Regions from separate parts of the Ovis aries genome. Here regions 1 and 2 are each linked to region 3. The links are chromatin contacts, called in public Hi-C maps. All regions are on one chromosome and are shown on one strand. Each heading gives the region's core, a stretch centred on a gene start, on an enhancer-like site or on the middle of the called end of the contact. The rest is flanking DNA. Distances are from core to core; before and after follow the strand shown.

What was found. A called contact is a pair of places that touch in the nucleus more often than the background predicts.
Region 1: a Hi-C map of liver shows a contact between it and region 3, with 4 times the contacts expected there. The contact joins the enhancer-like site here to the promoter of LPIN3 in region 3. A contact is called at or near these places in 11 of 16 Hi-C or Micro-C datasets (blood, hypothalamus, liver and 7 more).
Region 2: a Hi-C map of muscle shows a contact between it and region 3, with 4 times the contacts expected there. The contact joins the promoter of PLCG1 here to the promoter of LPIN3 in region 3. A contact is called at or near these places in 6 of 16 Hi-C or Micro-C datasets (blood, liver, mixed tissues and 3 more).

The regions. Positions count from the first base shown.
Region 1 is chr13:69,808,997-69,812,447 of ARS-UI_Ramb_v3.0, reverse strand. PLCG1 (phospholipase C gamma 1) reads right to left here. Exons shown (of 33, transcript XM_027977197.3): 19 at 3,085-3,204; 20 at 2,813-2,993; 21 at 1,943-2,020; 22 at 1,136-1,239; 23 at 868-964; 24 at 556-625; 25 at 1-140. Among named protein-coding and RNA genes, the nearest start is that of PLCG1, 27 kb to the right of the region's middle. Within about 2 kb of position 1,732, at least 1 of the 54 cell types and tissues checked has an H3K27ac peak or open chromatin away from gene starts, as enhancers often do. A contact at or near this core is called in liver, where this site is marked.
Region 2 is chr13:69,782,493-69,786,310 of ARS-UI_Ramb_v3.0, reverse strand. It overlaps PLCG1 (phospholipase C gamma 1), which reads right to left and starts at 2,096. Exons shown (of 33, transcript XM_027977197.3): 1 at 2,038-2,096; 2 at 1,254-1,578. The coding sequence starts at 1,470. LOC114117629 (a long non-coding RNA gene) reads left to right here and starts at 1,685. Exons shown (of 2, transcript XR_009595971.1): 1 at 1,685-3,533.
Region 3 is chr13:69,952,900-69,956,337 of ARS-UI_Ramb_v3.0, reverse strand. LPIN3 (lipin 3) reads right to left here and starts at 1,670. Exons shown (of 21, transcript XM_060397038.1): 1 at 1,496-1,670.

The sequences.
Region 1 (3,451 bases), core at 483-2,982, 140 kb after region 3:
CGCCACCTCCCGGATCTTCTTCACCCAGTCCTGAAGCTCCTCCTGTGAGTCGGCAGCCACGTCCAGGGACCAGTGTGCCACTGAGGCCATGCTGATGGAGAAGACGAACAGCCGGTTGTTCTTGCCCTCGGGACGGATGGCTGGAGGGAGGGAGGAGAGGAGAGGAGAGCTGGGGATACGGGGCTGAGCCCCCACCCCACCCCAAGCATGGGCAGAGCTCACTCCCTTCCTCTTCAGGGTGGAGGACGGGCAGCCCAGAGACAAGCCCCTGCCCCCACCTCTAAGCCTGTCTCAGCCAAGGACCAGCCCTCCAAGACCACGGACTTCAGCTCGCCAGCGGCATCATCCCCAGTGTCTGCACAGGGCGAGCACGCAGGCCTCAGAGCCGGGGGGCAGGGGATGGGGAGCCAGAGGGTGCCGAGGTGTCCGGGAGTGGGGAGAGCTCAGAACGAGGGCAGCCTGTGGGGCCCAACCCTCAGCTTCCTCTCTCTGGGCATGGAGAGAGCCACCAGGGACAGCCTGAACCTGAGGGGCAGAGAAAGGGCTGGGGCTCACCTATCTGACAAGCTGGCACATCCAGGACCCCCCGCAGCAAGTCCCCGAGCGGGCTGTTCTCGTCCAAGTGCTGAGGGAGGCAAAGCCCAGAGTCAGCAAGACTGCTGTGTGCACGAGGGGATGCCTGCATGCACGTGAGAAGTACACCCGACAGACGAACATGAAACCACATGCGTGCGGCCCGTGTTCATCAGACTGCGGCCTGCGTGTGGTGACGGGACCACGGGAGGGCTGTGCGCGTGCGGGGGGGTGGACGCCGTGCGGGAGGCTGAGCACGGGAATCCCCTCCCACCGACGTGGCCCTGCTCTCACCTCCCTCTCGGGCTCCAGGGCCGCCGGGCTGACCATTTCCTCCACGTAGTTTGAAGGGAACCACAGCTGCTTCTTCCCACCGTAGTCACCCCGCCACCTGTGGAAGCCGCAGGGTGCTGACCCCAGGGACCACCCCAAACTCCCGAGAGGAAGCAGCTCTGCGGGTGCATCGGGACCCACACGGGTCCTTGCCTCCCAAGCCCCTCTCGCGTGTACACGGCCAGCGCCCAAGACGCCTGGCCTGCACCAGGGGCTCTCGAGGGCTCACCAGCCTCCCTCCTGCTTCTCCACATTCTGGATGATGGCGCTCTTGGTGAATGTCAGCTCGTCCTCCCGCTGAGCCTTGTAGTCGAAGAGAGCTTTGACGGCACACTGAGGGAGAGAAGCCCTGGTCCAGCAGACAGGCCTCCCGCTCCTCCTCTCCCACCCACGGCTGCACGTGCACCAGCCCTTGTGACCACTCTCCCCCGGGCCTGCAGGAGGCACCAGGGCAAAGGGGACAGATGAGCCAGGGCTTCTGGAGGGAAGCTCCTCTGGGTTCGGGGGGACCTCGCAAGCCCCCACACTGGGCCCCAGGAGTTAGACCGGGAAGCTGGGATGGGAGGTGCTGAGCACCTCCTCTAAGACCAGGATGGCTTGGGGTGTGGCTGGCACTCCACCATTCAGCAGCTTCAAAGTAAGAGAAGGAATGTGGTCCCAAGCTCCCTACTGATGAGGGGAAATGAGGTAAAGAGCCCAGATCCTCACCCCTTAGAAACAAAGCCCCAAAGAGGAAGATCCGCCTATCTGAGGAAGCTCAGCAGCAGCCAGTGTGCCCCACCCCCACCTGCTGCCAGCAGGAAGGAAACGGGGGTCACCCCAGGGAGGAGTCTGGACGGGTCAGTGCTGACCCCTGGGACAGTGGCTGGGGCCAGCCCTGGGAGAGCTGTGGTCATACACCAACCACACACTTCACAACACCTCTTGGGCCTCGGAAAACCACAAATACCACTTCTGCACAAAGACCGCAGGCTGCCCTGCACCCCACAGCTGGGGACCCTCCCCAGCTTCCTACGCCCAGAGCCCAAGGCTGTACCTTAAACGTGGGCATAGGGTTCGCCTCCACATAGAAGCCAGGGTTGCGGCCCTCGTACAGCGCACCATAGTCAGGCTCCTGGAAATGGGACAGGACAGGCCATGTTAGTGCCCAGAAGTGAAAGCAGCTGCTGGCTTCCGTGTCCCCTCCTCACCAAGCTGCCCGTCTGCCCCTTTCACACACCTGGTCAGCCAGGGTTCCCAACCTCAGGGGCCTAGAACACCCCTCCTCTTTCCTCACTCTCATCTTGGCCACCTTGTCCACGACTCTGAGACGAGGCGGCTCCAGAAGCCGCCTCCACCCCTACCTCCTCTCAGACCCCAGCCCCAGTGGGCGGCCCTCGCCCTGGCCACCTGGGCCCACTGAGGACAAGAGCCTGGAGTGGACGTTCTGCCAAGGCCCCACTGTCCTCGCTGCGGCCATGATCCTGGCTCCTGCACCACAGCCTGCCTTCACGCTGGCTTCTCCGTGGCTCTGCCCTTCTCAAACACATCTCTGTAGCCTATGAACCCCTGCTGTGCTCCCACCCCCCACCAGGTGGACCCCCTACCTGCGTGAACTCTGGGACCTCCCCTCCCCACCCCACCCCCTGGCCCATAGGGACAGTTCTGCTGAAACCCCTGTTCCCCACCTCCTCACCCACACAACCGCCCTGGCCTCACAAACACACACAGAGGCCCTCCCTCCAGGATGCCTCCCTGGGTCTCCGATGGGCTGGCTGGCCCCCCGGCAGCATGCAGGCCGCTCTGTCCCTCGCATCCACCCTGGGACTGCTGGGTGCTGGCCTGCCCTGCGGTGAGCCTGGCAGTTCCCGGAGGGCCGGTAGGTCTCCTGCGCCCTGCCCCCTGCCCCCTGCCCCCAGGCGCTCACAGCAGTGCCAATCTTCTCCAGAGCCTCCTCGTTGATGGGGTAGCGCAACTTCATCTTGCGGTACAGCGGATGCTTCTCGTAGTAGCTGACGAGGTCAACAAGGCTGTCAAACTCTGAGTTGCCCAGCATCACGGTCTGGCCCTCCTGCTGGACACGGCAGTGCTTGATCTTTCCCTCAGCCCTTGACAGAGACAGAGGAGCCACACGGGGTTAGCGGGCCGGGACCAGGAGTGCCCTGCACGGCCTCCAGCCCCCCAGGGCTACCCCCTCACCGGAAGGAAATAGCGTAGGAGTTGGGCTCGTTCCGTTTCCGCACCAGGAAGGCCCCGTCCCGGGGGACACGCATCAGCATGTGCTCGGCCTGCGCTCTGGTCAGGCTGGCGTGGTACCACCTGTGGATGGACAATCTGTGTCAGCCCCGCCCAGCGCCAAAGCCCCAGGTCCACACTCCTGCCCCAACCCTGTTTCATGCCCCCGTCCCACCCCAGGTCGGAGGCCCTGTCGACCCACCCCGCCCCAGGTCCGCGCCCCCACCCCCGCCCCACCCCAGGTCTACACCCTCATCCTGCCCCAGGCCCGCACCCCAAGCCTGCCCCAGGCCCATGCCCCCATCCCGCCCCAGGTCCACGCCCCCGCCCC
Region 2 (3,818 bases), core at 847-3,346, 170 kb after region 3:
CCACAAGACCTTCCTTCCTCCCCGTCTCCTCAGTCATCTACACGCCATACCCAAGGTCTGGAAGACCTTCTCTTGGGGGGTGTCACTTCCTGAACCCTCTTCCTCTACACAGTCCTAATTCTGAGCCTGGCTCTAACTCCAGTCTCGGGGTGGGGGTGGGGGTAGAGGGGGTTCTTGCAGGAAGCAACCCACAGCCTGGGGTTGCAGACACATCATCTCACACTTGGAGGTGGGCGAATGGAGGGCAGAGCTGGGGGGCCCATCCGGCCACAGCACAGGCACGCACTCAGTGGAATCACTCTCTGAAGGATCTGGGGTTTTTCAAAATCCCCCAACACACTCTTTCCCAGAAGCAGCCAAGGTCAGGTCTGGGACAGCAAAGAGGCAGGAAATAGTAGCCGCTCCTGGCTCCCTCCAGCCACAGGACGCAGGACACAAAGAGCTGGACCCCAATTTGGCTGCGTCCTCTTGAAGAGTACCTGACACGAAGCAGCGAGGCTGGGCTTTCTGGGGCCAAGCTCTGGAGAATGTGCTTCCAAAGGACAAGGGGAAGGCTGGCCTCTTTCCCTGCCCTGGCTTTGGGAGTCTGCCCACGCACACAGACCTCCAAAATTCAGTTTCAGGACAAAAGAAGCGGCGGGAAAAACATCCACTGCCTCCTCTCGGGCTTTTCCAAACCAAACAAGACCACCTTCCTCCCTGGCCCCAAGAGAGAGATGAGTAGGCCCGGCTCTGCTCCAAAACCAGCCCTACGCCAACAGCTGCCTAAGTTCTACTTGGGGAACCCAAAGGTTCCTTTGTAAGTAGGAGCCCGGCCGTGAGGCCCAGAGGTGCACCAGATTGCTCTTTTTGGAAAAACGGTGCATCTGGTCTGGCCTCCGGTTCCGCGGCTGCCGGGGAGAGGACACTGCCTCGGCCGACACCGCTCCCGGGGTGTCGGGGGACCCGACGCCGGCCCCGCTGGTCTCCAACTCGCTAGGATTTTTAGGCCTCTGGGCAAAGCGCCTGGAACACTCCCCCCCTTGCTGGGGGAGGGGGTGTCCTGTCAGGTGACTGAGGACCCGGATGCCCCCCGCCCCCGGTGACCACCCTGGCCGAGGCGGGGGCGGGGCCCGAAAGTTCGCCGGAGTCTCTCCAGCGGCGGCCCCCGGGCGCGCGCAAGCCGGGGCGCAGACCCCGCGCCGCCCGAGCGCGCGCGCCCGCGCAGCAGGCCCGGGGAGCCGGGGGTGTGCAGCGAGGGGGAGCGCACTTACTGGCCCCCTCGATCTTGTCGGCGCCTCGGCTCCACGTGATCTGCCGCGTCTCCAGCTTGACCTGGAAGGTCTTCCGCTCGGGCCGCTGCGACTTCTTGGAGTAGAACAAAGTCATGACGGTGCCCACCTCGAGGCTGCGGCAGAGGTGCACCACCTCGGCGTCCGAGGGCGCGCCGGGCCCGCAGCCATTGGCGCAGGGGGACGCGGCGCCCGCCATGGCTCGGGTGCCGGGGGCGGCGGCGGCGGCGCAGGCCCGGCGGGAGCGAGCTGGCGGCGGCGGCGGCGGCGCAGGCGGCGGGCGAGCGGACCCCGGCGGCGGCGGCTCCTGCGGGCGGAGACGGGGCGGGGCCTGAGCGGGGGCGGGGCGGTCCTGCAGGCCCCGCCCCGGCCCGCGCGCCGGGAACAAAGGCGCCCGCGCGCCCGTGGGGAGGACCCCCGCCCGCCGCGCCTGCGCCCCGAGACCCCCCGGGCAGGCCCCGCGTCAGGGCACGCGCGCGCGCGCCTCCCGCAGTCCGCCAGCCGGGCCCACGGCCCCGCGGGGTCTCTTCGCGCCGCCCCGGACACAGCCCGGCTGCCACGGCCGGTCCCGTCACGCGCGGCAGCCTCGCGCCGGCCCGGCCGTCTGTCGCGCGCGCACAGGCGGCTGCCCAGCCCACCGTCCCGCACAGGCCCGGCCGCGGCGGCTCCTTCCGAAGCCCGCTAGCGGGGCGACGCCCGCGCGGCCACCGGGAAAAGAAGTGCAGGCCCGGGGCGCCTCCCGGGGCCCGCCGGTCAAACCCGGTACCTGGGAGGGCTGCCCGGCTGAGGGAACCAGGCCAGGCCGGGCCGCCTTAGACCGGCGGCGGCGGCGGCGGCGGCGGCGGCGGAGGAGGAGGCGAGTCCTCCGCGCGTCCTCTCCAGGGCGGGGCGGGGGCGGGGCCACCCGGTGATTGGTCGGCAGGCTCTGACGGACAGTCTGAGTGTCCCGCCTCTCCCCCCTCCCTTCCCCGGGCAGCCGGGGGCGGCCCCGCCGGCAGCGCCTCCGACCGTCGGACCCACGATCTTCCTGGCCCTGCGGCCGAAGTGGCCTCGCGGGTGTGTGTGGGGAGTCCCGTTATTCGGAGTAGCCCACAGGCCTGAGCATCCCCTGCGAGCCCTCCAGTGGTCTTGGCCTGGCCATACACTTCGCACCCCCACGCCGCGAGTATCCACGCGACTAGGATGGGGACTCAGGCCCTACGGCTCCGCACCATTCCTGCAAATGCTCTCCCGAGCTTTGGTTTTCCCGGGCCGACTCTATCCCTGTTTTCCTCCTCGGTCTCTGGCCGCTGCCTTTCGACACCTCAGCAACTTCTCTTGCTCAGGGGTGGGTCCTGAGTCAGTTCCCAAGGCGGCCTGACCTCTCAGCGTCACTGCCCCCCGCCCCCTGCCAAATTCAGGCACCCGAGCGCCGAAGCTCTATCCCTCCCTGCATCCCGTTACCTGTTCCACAACCCCACGTAGCACAGACATCTCACATCTCTCTTCAAATTGCTTCTCCCATGGTCTTCAGTTTCTCAGAACATGCCTCTGGTAAGGTGCTCGGGCTAAAACCGATGGAGACAGCCTTGGTTCCTCTCTCTCTCTCCCTCAACCCCACAGCACTCCGTCAAGTCCCATTCCGTCTGCCGTCCCATGTCTCCGCTCTGCCCACAACCTCAAGGCCCATCTTCTCTCATCCAGACTATTTACCCTCCTTGGTTTTGCCTGCATGTATTCCCTATGCTCTAGTTTGTTTGTTTCTTTTTAAATTTGGCTGTACCGGGTCCTAGTTGCAGCATGCAGGATCTTTTAGTTGGGGGCTGTGGGATCTAGTTCCCTGACCAGGGATCGAACCCAGGCCCCCTTTGTTGGGAGTGCAGTCTTAGCCATTGGACCACTAGGGAAGGCCCTATGCTCTGGTCTTCAAAATGAAATTAAATCCTGACTCCCTACCTCCAGGCTCAAATCATCCAGAACTTGCCATGGCACACAAAATCCCCTACCTGGCCCAGCAGGTCCAGCATGGTCTGGCCCCTTTCTATCCCACTTCATCTCTCACCACCTCCCTTTCATTCCATTCTCCAGGCACAAGTTCTTTTGGTGATTATTCGATTAATCTGTACTCTTTGTGTTGCTACAGCCACTCCCTAGACGCACCCCGGGCCGTCTAATTGCCCTGTCACAGAACACCGCCCAAGCTAAAGACACCTTCAGTCACAGTAGAGCCTGTCTGACGGATGTTGAGCCAGACAAAGCAGGACAGCATACTGCATTTTACAGGTAAGAGGCCCAGCAGGGCACCCAGCTGATGCTAGAGAAAGATCCAAGGAGTTCCCTGGTTAAGTGACTTCAGTGGTTAAGACACCATGCTTCCAATGCTGGAGGCACAGATTTGATCCCTGGTTCGGGGAACTAAGATCCCACATGCCACCTGCTGTTGTTGTTTAATCACTAAGTCGTATCCGATTCTTTGCGACCTCCAAAAAATGATAAAGAAAAAAAAAAATTAGGGAAAGATCCAGGCATCCAGGAATGTGTGAGTACGTATATAAGAGTATGTGCTCA
Region 3 (3,438 bases), core at 421-2,920:
GGCCCCTGCCCTGAGTTGACAGTTCAGACTGAACTTGGCATTCAAGGCTCTGCACAATGGTGGCCTCGCTGTTTGCTCCAGGCAGGCCTCCCAGGGTGCCCAGGCCTCAGAGTCCACAAACATCTACACGCCACCCTACCCCACCAGGCCTGCACACATTCCCACCACAGGGAAGGCAGAACAAGCTGCTTGGGTGTCAGCCCTCAGCCTTTCTGGGATCCCAGATTCAGGGATGGTGGTGAGTAGTGCTCTGTCTAGGGCCAGAGGGTGTCGGAGGGTCAGCCCTGCTCCAGCTGTGCAAGAGAGACAGTTCCACCCAGGATCCCTAGCTGCCTCCACAGCTGCTGCCTCTGACCTGCCCAGTCTCAGGGCCTGCGGGGCAAGGCCCCGCAACTGAGGACACTCAGTACCAGAAAGGGTGGGTGTTTTCCCTAGCGTCACACAGTCTGCCTGAGGGGTGAAGCTGGGGGTGGTGAAACTTTTCCCCAGAGAGGTTTTTATATCTCCTTCTCTCCCGATCCCCCATTCTGGATGTCCCGGGACCCCGGAGACTCTGAGTGGGGGGGGGGGGAAGAAGTGAGGCCCGGCTTCACCACCCCGGAGTTCCCTTCGCATATCTGGAGAGGGACTCGGGCCCGGGATCGGGAAGGAATGAGGGTCAGATGGCAGGGCAGATGGGCGGGGCCGGGTGGGGCGGGGGACGGGGATCTCATCTCCGGCCCTGGTTGGGCCCTACCTGGGGAGCTGCCCACTGGACTCCGGGCTCCCGGAGCCGCCGCTTCTACCTGAGGGCACAGGGTCAGCAGGTAAAGTGTCTCCGGCCCCGCACTCCCTAGCCACTTCCGGCTCCTCTAGGACTGGGCGAGATCCCGGTTCCGCCCCTTCCACGAGCTAAGGGCGGCCTCTGCAGGTCCCAATCCGTCTAGACTCCACCCACCAGGGAGGCCCGCCCCGCCCGGTCCCCACGCCCAGGGGCGCCCTTTCACCTACAGTGTCCGGGGCGGGGCCGAGCTTCAGGCCCCGCCCCCGAGCTCCAGCCCGCCCCGCCCCCCGAGCTCCAGGCCGGGCTCCCGGGTCCCAGTCCACCCCGCCCCACGAGTTCCAGGCCCCGCCCCCGGGCTCCAGCCCGCCCCGCCCCGCCCGGCGCCCTAGCGCTCCCCGAGGGACCATACCCGTGGCCCGCCGCCACCCCAGCACCGGGAACGGCGGAAAAGCCAGGATTTGGGAATCGAGCCGACCTAAGCCTGCCTGGCTTTGCTCCTAGCTCGCTGTGCGACTTTGGTAAATTCTTTCCCCCGTCTGACCCCGCTTTCTGCTTTATGGGGATAGCGCCCCCGCCCTTGCAGGATTTTCGAGATGACCTGAAATGACTTTGTGAAGCATCAGGCGCTCGAAAGTCCCCTCTTAGGGGCAGCTTGGAATTCCTAATCCCACCTCCAACATCCCCCCCGACCCTCCTCCAAGGCTGGATCGGACCCTCGTATTATTCACTCACATGGCTCACAGCTATAATTTCATATTCGCTTGAATTTGATGTTATGGTCTGTCTCTTGGAATTCCGTGAGAGCAGGTCACGTTCACGCTTACACCCCAGCGTCCAGTTCAGTCCTGAAATACAGCAGGAACTCAATAAATGCCGGCTCTTCATTCCATCCCGTCGATGCAACCCTGGTGGAGCGGAAGCGGGGGGTCAATACCTCCACCGGCCAGCAGAGGGCAGGCGATGACCAGCTTTCTCGCCGAGCTGGCGCCGCGAGAACAGGAAAGTCCAGGTGCGCGAAGCTTTGAAGTATCCATGGACCCGCAAGCCGCGGGCCGGGGGCTTGGGCATCTGTGGTTCGTGACTTGTCCTGGACCAAAGACGTCTCCGACAACCTGTGAGGATGGACGGCCCCTGAAGATGCTCTGAGAAAGGTCAGCAGGTGAAGGAGTTTGCTGTAAAGGCAGAGAAAACCCAGGAAAAGCTGGGAGGAATGGGACTCAATGGCAGTCAGGCTTAGAAAGTACTAGCCAGTGGGGAGTGAGAGGTGGCTGCTGTTGTTCTGTGACTCGAGATGGCAGGAGCTGGCTGGAAGGACCTCAGCTGTCCTAGATTTAGCAAAAGTCATTTGGTGTCAGTCTTGAAACCGGGCTGTGTCTGCTGGTGTCTCAGAAGAGCCGGGATGGGAGCAGAGCTATTTCGGGTGGCCAGAGGGCAGAGTTATGCCACAAACATGTCTGTGGAAGCATCGTATATAAACACTATAATCAGCAGGGAAACCCTGGAAACTTCAGAAATCCTTCAAGGGAGTCTGGGAGGGAAGAGAGGAGAGAGAACAGGGGTTGTTGCTAGAGATAGCACAGTAATTCTACCTCTGGGGGCCTCAATTTCCTCATCTGCAAGATGGAGATAAAAATCTACCTTGTAGGATTGCATTGGATTAAACAGGATGAACTGAATCAGTGGTTCTCAACCTTGGTTGCACATTGAAATCACTGTGCCCTTGGCAAATACTGATGCCTGGGGTGCGAGAATTAAAAAAAAAAACAACTCTCCAGGTGATTGTAATGTGCTGCCAAGGCTGAGAACTACAGAGTTAAATAAAACACTGAACACAGAGCAGGGCACACACTAGGGGTTCAACGTTTAGCACATTTTTCAAAAAATGGAGCACACATTGTTTTCATTGCTCTTTGTTAGAGAAATAAGTTGATACAAAGATTGTTGCAGAAATTGGATTTCCGACAGGCTTGTTTCCGGAACCATGAATCATCTGGGATTTGATGCTTCCGGAGGTGGGGGAAGACAGAGGCAGCCTTGGGTAGTATGACTTGTCCTAACACCCAACTGAGCTAAACAAGGCAGGGACCACCCTGTTCTAGCTCGTGGTTTGCATCACCGTCTCTGAGGCATCTTTTGAGCATGCAAGCAGCTTGAATGCTTGTGTTTGCCCATTTCTGGGGTTAAGGATAGAGGCAGTTTTCTCCTCTCCCTCAGTACCCTCGAGCGGTGGTGGTGGGTGGGGGTATGCCACTGTTTGTCTTTTGAGTAACCCGTCAGTGCAGGGGGGCACTTCCTTCTCTATGGATCTTGGTAGCCGTATGTGCTTTGTCACAGACCCAGTGATTATTCACTGCACCTCACTGCTTTCTTGCTGGGTGAACCCACCCTGAAGTACCATGAGGACCCACTCACCCAGGCCTGCAGCTGTGACCCCTTGCCATGGGCAGCAAGACTGGCTGCAAGCAAGAGTGGGCTCCTCAACGACTCCTGGTGGTCTGGCCCTGCTGAAGGTGGAAAGGGAAGCAGAGAAACCCGCAGTGACTCCCTCCAGATGCGGGCTTGTGAGTTGGGTGGCAGACGGTGTCTGTCCAGAGTGATCAGGTTTAGCAAATAAAAATACAGCATGATCAATTAAATTTGAGGGGCTTCCCTGATGGCTCAGATGCAGGGTCTGC